Regions from separate parts of the Danio rerio genome. Here region 2 is linked to region 1. The links are chromatin contacts, called in public HiChIP or PLAC-seq maps. All regions are on one chromosome and are shown on one strand. The core of a region is the stretch at or near the end of the contact, and the rest is flanking DNA. Distances in the headings are between cores, read along the strand shown. Region 1 holds the start of arhgap42a (Rho GTPase activating protein 42a). Region 2 holds the start of birc2 (baculoviral IAP repeat containing 2).

The links. HiChIP or PLAC-seq counts read pairs in DNA pulled down with a chosen protein or histone mark.
Region 2: a contact with region 1 is called in an H3K4me3 HiChIP or PLAC-seq map of embryo, with 2.6 times the contacts expected there. The contact joins the promoter of birc2 here to the promoter of arhgap42a in region 1. A contact is called at or near these places in 1 of 18 Hi-C or Micro-C datasets (embryo) and 1 of 4 datasets of contacts at active chromatin or transcription factors (embryo).

The regions. Positions count from the first base shown.
Region 1 is chr21:24,195,281-24,198,773 of GRCz12tu, forward strand. arhgap42a (Rho GTPase activating protein 42a) reads left to right here and starts at 1,251. Exons shown (of 24, transcript NM_001202443.2): 1 at 1,251-1,647; 2 at 2,564-2,659. The coding sequence starts at 1,494.
Region 2 is chr21:24,302,306-24,306,066 of GRCz12tu, forward strand. It overlaps birc2 (baculoviral IAP repeat containing 2), which reads left to right and starts at 1,622. Exons shown (of 9, transcript NM_194395.4): 1 at 1,622-1,692; 2 at 3,059-3,761. The coding sequence starts at 3,678.

The DNA.
Region 1 (3,493 bases), core at 1-2,500:
ATGTCCAAATATACATCCTTTTATCAAACTGCCTATCCTATAAGGGGCTGTAGGGTTGGTCCAGGACTAACATGCGACATATAATACAAAATGATCTGCCTTGTTTTTAGCCATACTTTGATTGCACAGAAAATAGATGTGCAGTTTGGCCAAATATTAAAACAAAATAATTATTTATTTTGAACAATCTAGAATTAGCAATGAATTTTATTGAACCTAAAATATATTTTCAAATATATTTATCACATATTCAAAATTAATTTTAGAGGGAATAATATATATATATATATATATATATATATATATATATATATATATATATATATATATATATATATATATATATATATATATTTAAATATATTTCAGGGCGGCACGGTGGCTCAGTGGTTAGACTGTCGGGTCACAGCAAGAAGGTCGCTAGTTTGAGTCCCGACTGGGTCAGTTGGCATTTATGTGTGCTATTTGCATGTTCTCCCCGTATTCGCATGGGTTTCCTCCAGGTACTCTGGTCTTCCTCACAGTCCAAAGACGTGCTATAGGTGAAATGAATAAACTAAATTGGCCAACGTGTATTTGTGTGAATGGGTGTGTATGGGTATGGCTGCTTAAAACATATGCTGGATAAGTTGGCGATTCATTCCACTGTGGCGACCCCTGTTAAATAAAGGTACTAAGCTGAAGGAAAATGAATGAATGAATGATTTCAAAATATATAAAACATCTAAAATATATATAATTTAAAAAATATGTTTTTAAATAATATATTTATGTAAATAATATTTGTAATATTCTAATAATGTGTCAATATTATTTGGTAATTTTTGGATATTCTTATATATTTTAAAAAGATATTAAACACATTTCAAAACATATTTGCCCATATATATTTAAATAAGAAAATAGGATTCTAGCTTTATTTTTATGCCTAAACCATCTAAAGTAATAATAAGTTATAATATAATAAATATAATATAATAAATATAATATAATATAATATAATAAATATAATATAATATAATATAATATAATATAATATAATATAATATAATATAATATAATATAATATAATATAAAAAAATCAAGAGTTTTGAACCTCAGTTACAAAATAGGCTATATGTATTTCATAGTACACAGGCTCATACAACTTCTACAAAGTGACCCCAGGAGGGTGTAGTAGCCTAAAAAGTAAACCCAGCAGCAGCAGCTCAGTGGTGTAATCATGTCCTGATGTCGTCCTGTAGGTGAGCGGGATCAGACCAGTAGGAGTCACCGCGAGCCTCCCTTTCTCCCTCTGCTCTGCTCAATCTCTCCGTGATCCAGCAGGGAAACAGAATGCCGGAAGTGGGGTTTCGGGATACAGAGTTTCGGGACTCGTAACCGTTGAAAGTTCACACTATCAAGAAACCTACTTTCCCCGAGAATCAAAGCTTTTCCGGTAGCTTGTGTTCGTCAGCCTTTGTTTCACCGTTTCATTCATCCGGACGTTTACAATGGGGCTCCCGGCGCTGGAATTCAGCGACTCTTTTCTGGACAGTCCTGACTTCAGAGAGCGACTCAAATGCCACGAAATTGAACTGGATCGTACCAATAAATTCATCAAGGAACTAATCAAAGATGGAAATATGCTTATCAGTGCGCTTAAAAGTAAGTTACAGGTCGTGTATGTGTGTTTTGAAAAGTAAGTGATGTATTGAGATTTAACTCACACGTGATCTGACTTTAATTCTTTTTTCTCTAGTTATTGTTGTTACATTATTTGAACTATTTTTGCTAGTTTTTATTTACTTTAACCGTGTGAGGGGAAAAGTGAGAATTCAAAGCACTGATGTAGATTAGATAGAGCAGTGTAGTTGAATGGGTTTGTGTTTTCTAAAAAGAAAGGAACTTTTGTAGTGCCTGACCTTTTGCCCTGTTAAACACCTACTGTAGATATTTCATCAAAATTAGTGAAACTACAGATTTAGAAAAGTGTGTAAATGAGCCTTCTCTGTCTTACACTTTGCTTTTAATTAACCTGTGTTTATCAACTCTAATATCTAGCAGGTTTTAGAAGTGAGCATGTTCAGGCCGGGGTTGTGGTGTGTGTGCATGTTTCATCATCAAACGCCTGGTTATTCACCCAGCTGGGATCTGATATGATATCAAGAAGAAGACGAGTCTCTACTAGATATGCTGTTATCAGCCACTTCGCTAACATGGCTCCTCCTTGCCTCCCTCTAGATATGTTTTTTTTTTGCACTAGTCTTAGTCTTTGAACTTCTCAAGTCCATTCAGCACTGACTATTTTTTGTTAGTTTCAACAGTGTTCTCTTTCACAACTTTATCCTTTATTCTCTGCCACAAAGCAGTCCAGCTGAAGGCTCCTTCTGGCTTTTGTGCCAAACAAAAGGCAGTGAATGTCTTCCCAAAAAAGGACTTTGAACTAAGTCTTTAATTGAGTATTTGTGAGGTCATGTCCTTCCCGTTTGACCAAACAAATTGTTAGTAATGAGTAAGTTGATGTAAATATGCTGAAATTGCAGTAAAGCTCCATCACATAACTCTGTTGTCTTCTGAACAGGTCTTTCTGCAGCTGTGCAGAAATTCTCCCAGTCGCTTCAGGATTTCCAGTTTGAATGCATTGGAGATGCTGAGACCGATGATGAGATTAACATTGGTAAGTAATTAGCAAGTAACCAAGATGTTAATTATATGTGCATTTGATGTAGTTTATCCAGGTTTATTCATGCATCTCAAATTGTGAAGTTTTGCAAAATGTTTGAGCTGCTCTCACAATGAAAGTTGGTTGGCAGTAAACGTTGTCAGACCTAAAAAAAGCAGGATCCTAACTCCCATAGACATCTAGAAAATACACATAGACACATGGAGAATTAAGTTGTCTTAATTACTATGTACTTACATTTTAATTAATAATTTGGTACAATGCATTTATTACGAAAATGTTTAGGAATTGTATTTATGTTATAAAGTTATTTACAGGCCTGTAATAAATTTTTGTAAATACTTTTATCATTATGCTGTTGACCCATTACACCTTAACCCACCCTCATACCACAAAACCTGTCCCTAACCTAATATCACATCCCACCTCAGTAGCACCAGTGTTCTGCAATACAATATGAACACAATAAGTATATTAGTGTAAAGTCAAATCTTTAGGCTATTCCTCTGCCATTTTTACCCCGTATAGACCATTTCAATGGGATGTTGCCATTGGCCCACGAACATTCGCTGCTTGTTATCAAGCTATTTCATAACTGTAACAAGATGCAATTAAATCATTACTTAGCATTTAAATAGCTATCATAACATTATTTATCAATATGTGGACCTTTTTGGATTCTTGTAAGCTGAAGAAGTAAAAAATGTAAAACAGTAAATAGATTAGGACCATTGTTATTGTTTACATCCCTCAAAAAGGTCTATAAAAGGGTTGTTATTAAAATACAGCACTATAATTCCTGTGCAAAGTGTCAGATTAAAGGCATTT
Region 2 (3,761 bases), core at 372-2,871, 110 kb after region 1:
GATCCATTCTGAGGTACACCCAGCTCTTACAAGGGTTTTCCATTTCAGTCATTATTTCATTATTAACATCTGTGCAGTTTAGATACTTAAATTATGTAATTAAAAACAATTAGTTAAAACGCTTATTACTTTATTCAGGTATCCACATACACAAAGAAAACATAATAGACTGTCTAATTGCAGGATTAAGTGTAATAAACTAAGGCTGTGAAATCGCCTAATACTCAGTAGGTACTGTATTTGAATTTAAACATACTACTCAGCCGTTAGAAAATTACGTTCTATACAGTATGAAGCATTATGAGCATTATGAATGGAATTTGAATGTGCTACATCCACCATTTTGTCTTGGTGACGTGACCTACCTGCCTCAGTTGCATCACTTCACTCCCATTTATGAATTCTATGGTGGGGCATCATAGGATAGTGCAGCGTGCTTGGAATACACACTTCAGAATCTCGCTGGAAGTAGTAGGTCATCTGGGTACTTCTCGCATACTGATTTTCAAATTCTGTGAATTTGTACATTCTACTGGGCTCGCATACTGATTTTAGCGTACTATATAGAATGGAAGTTTGTGGTTTCGGACGCAGCCTAATTTAGAATCTTAATGTTGTCATACTTAATGTCGTTTTGTTATAAAATATAAAAAATAAACTATAATGTGTTACATTAAAATAAATTACTATAGTTAATGATATAAAATGAATACAGTAAAAAATGATAAACTATCTTTTACTAAACTGTATCAAATGTTATATATATGTGTGTGTGTGTGTGTATGTATGTATGTATCTGTATGTATATATATATATATATATATATATGTGTGTGTGTGTGTGTTTGTGTGTATTTAAATTAATTATTAAAAGTTAATTTGTCTGTATTGCTATATTTGTTGCTACCATAATTACCACAAATTACCATATACCATGTGGTTCAAAAACTATATATTACTTTCTATAAATTACTATGGTATTTAATGTGGAAAAACATGAATAAAAAAAGTTAACACTATTGTCTATTGTGTACACTATTTATTAAAAATATAACTTTTATATAAAAATATATTGATGACGAGGTCCGAGAGATGACGTTAATAACATTAATATCTGTCGTAACCATATATGGTTCGCCCATGCAGTGAGTACTTGGGGGGACATTTCCGGGGCTTTGTTTCGTTCTCACCCGCAAAAAAACAAAAACAAAACAAAAAAAAAAACACAGGCAAACCTAAGATTTAATCTTTTTGGGGTATTTCCCCCTTTAGAAAATAAAATAAAATAGAAATAAATTAATTTCCCCCATTATAATCAGATTTTAACCTTGTAAACCGAATCTCTTAAGAGAGAAAAAAGTCACTTCCTCTGTATTCAAATCATTAATCAAGTTCTCTGTTGTGGTTTTTTCCTCTATAAATTGTATCTCGTACATAAATTCCAGTTTATTGCCATGAACATTTCTATCAGTAATTTATCTCTTGTTGTTTTAGTTGAAATCGAGCTATGGACAGTTGCATTGGTCTACTTCACCCACAATAAAATACAATAAATATATATGTTTACATTTAAAAACAAGCTAATAAAAGAATGGCATATGACATCATTTCCGTTTCACCAGCCGTACTGGATCGAACAGAAGAAAGGACATTTTGTGCTGTTGAACAAAATGCGTTTTTATTCTTAGCGTAGGTGAGTCGATCGTTTTGTAACCATTCTGCTGTCAGATGGCACTGTTTAATGGCAGTTGCGGGATTGTAGGTCTTGCTATTTGACATCTAACTTTAACGTTAAACAGAAGAACTCGCTGTCTGATGCAACACCCAAAGTCCTCGGTAGAAAATGGCAGTGCTTACTGTCTGTTGACCGCAAATAGGGGATTTTACCAGTGGTTCCGACTCATTGGCCAAACTCGTGGTCTGCATGCAGACGGAATGACTCATATCGAGCAGTTTCTTATTCGACATGTAGAATTATGTAAATAGACAGAACATACCAGAACAAGAGTTGGAAACTTAAGCTTGTCATTTGAATAATCGTCATCATCATTTAGCGGAAATGCGTTACGTTGTTGTTTTTTTGCATTATCCATAAAATATTGATGTAAATAACTTTGGTCTACTTCGGTTGTAACAAGGTGCTATAAATAAAGGTTGAAGTATAAACAGGTCAATGTTTTAAATGTTGTCTGGCTTCCGGGATTGAAATTGCATAGGTAAACCTAAGTTACGTGTTAAATAATTCGTTGAAGGAATGAGGAAGTGAGACTTAAAACACGGAAAAATAATCAAAACTTTTAAGAGTTGAAAGGGTAACAGCAATATATATATAGTTATAAGAGTTATAAGAGTTGAGAGGGTAACACCAATATATATATATATATATATATATATATATATATATATATATATATATATATATATATATATATATATATATATATATATGTATGTATGTACACATATGCCATTATCAGTCATAATTAAACAAAATTGTATGTATGTGTATATATATATATATATATATATATATATATATATATATATATATATATATATATGCATACATACAATTTTGTTTAATTATGACTGATAATGGGATATGTGTACATTAAATAATTTTTGTCATTGTAATTATGTAGAGTGATACTAAAAGTTAACCTGAATGATTTGAAGAATAAATCACAGCCTTGTCGAAATTCAAGTTGATAATTATTATGAAAATATTCTAGTGTTTATTGTAAATTGTTTATCAAACCCCATCATTTAAAAAAGATATATACCTTTTGTAATTTTTAATCTCTCCCTTGCAGCAAACCACTAATCTAATCTAAATACACTTACTTCAAGTGAGTTCTGTCCTTGTAAAAATATATTTTACAACAGGGAAAATGGTTGCGAAATCCTATTCATAAAAGTATTTATTATACTAAGTATTTTCAGTAATAATTCACCGCATCTTGTTGACTGAAGTTTAACTATTACCTTTCATCTTTAACTCAAACAGGACATCAGTTAAGGTCTGTGTATTTAACAAAAAATCTCTTTGTTTTTTCCAGATTCCTGCATCATAGGAGAAGGAAGCACATACATCCCACGTCAGCATTCTGTTTGTTCAAGATTTAATAAATTTTTTTAATAAGGTCATGTATTCTACCATGGACGACTAGACCCCATTCAGGGGATGTCCAGCAGAGAGAAAGATTTGAATGGATACACCCTGTGGTCACATTTTAGTGTTTGTATGTTAGATTTCTTACTAATATGTTACACTTCAAAGAAGGCACTTCTTCACTTTTAAAAATGTGTTTTGGTTTGTGTAATAGTGGTGTATTTCTCATTGATAAAGGTTGAGCTTCCAGAGTCTCTAGAATGATCATCTAAACGTTAAGTTGTGCATCACATTATGTTCATGCAGTTTTAGTTCAGGGCACATGTCACCGGTTCTGTGATGAAACCCAGTTGAGTAACCCACTGTTTTGTAATCCAGGCGTGTTGTAAGGACATAAAGAGGAGTCTTTTTTTTTTTTTTATAAATGTTTTCAAAGGTTGTGTAATCTAGTTTGTCTTACTCGCATAGTTCATCATTAACATCTACATGCGTGCGCACACACACAGGGTATGACAATCAAGCCTTTCTCTCTGCTGGCTATCCCCTTCCCCATTTCTCTTTCTCAAATGGAAATATTACAAAACAGTGCTTTCTTAAGAGGTTTGTGTCGTACCAGTGGTCCTGCGGATTTACAGTATGATAACTCCTCT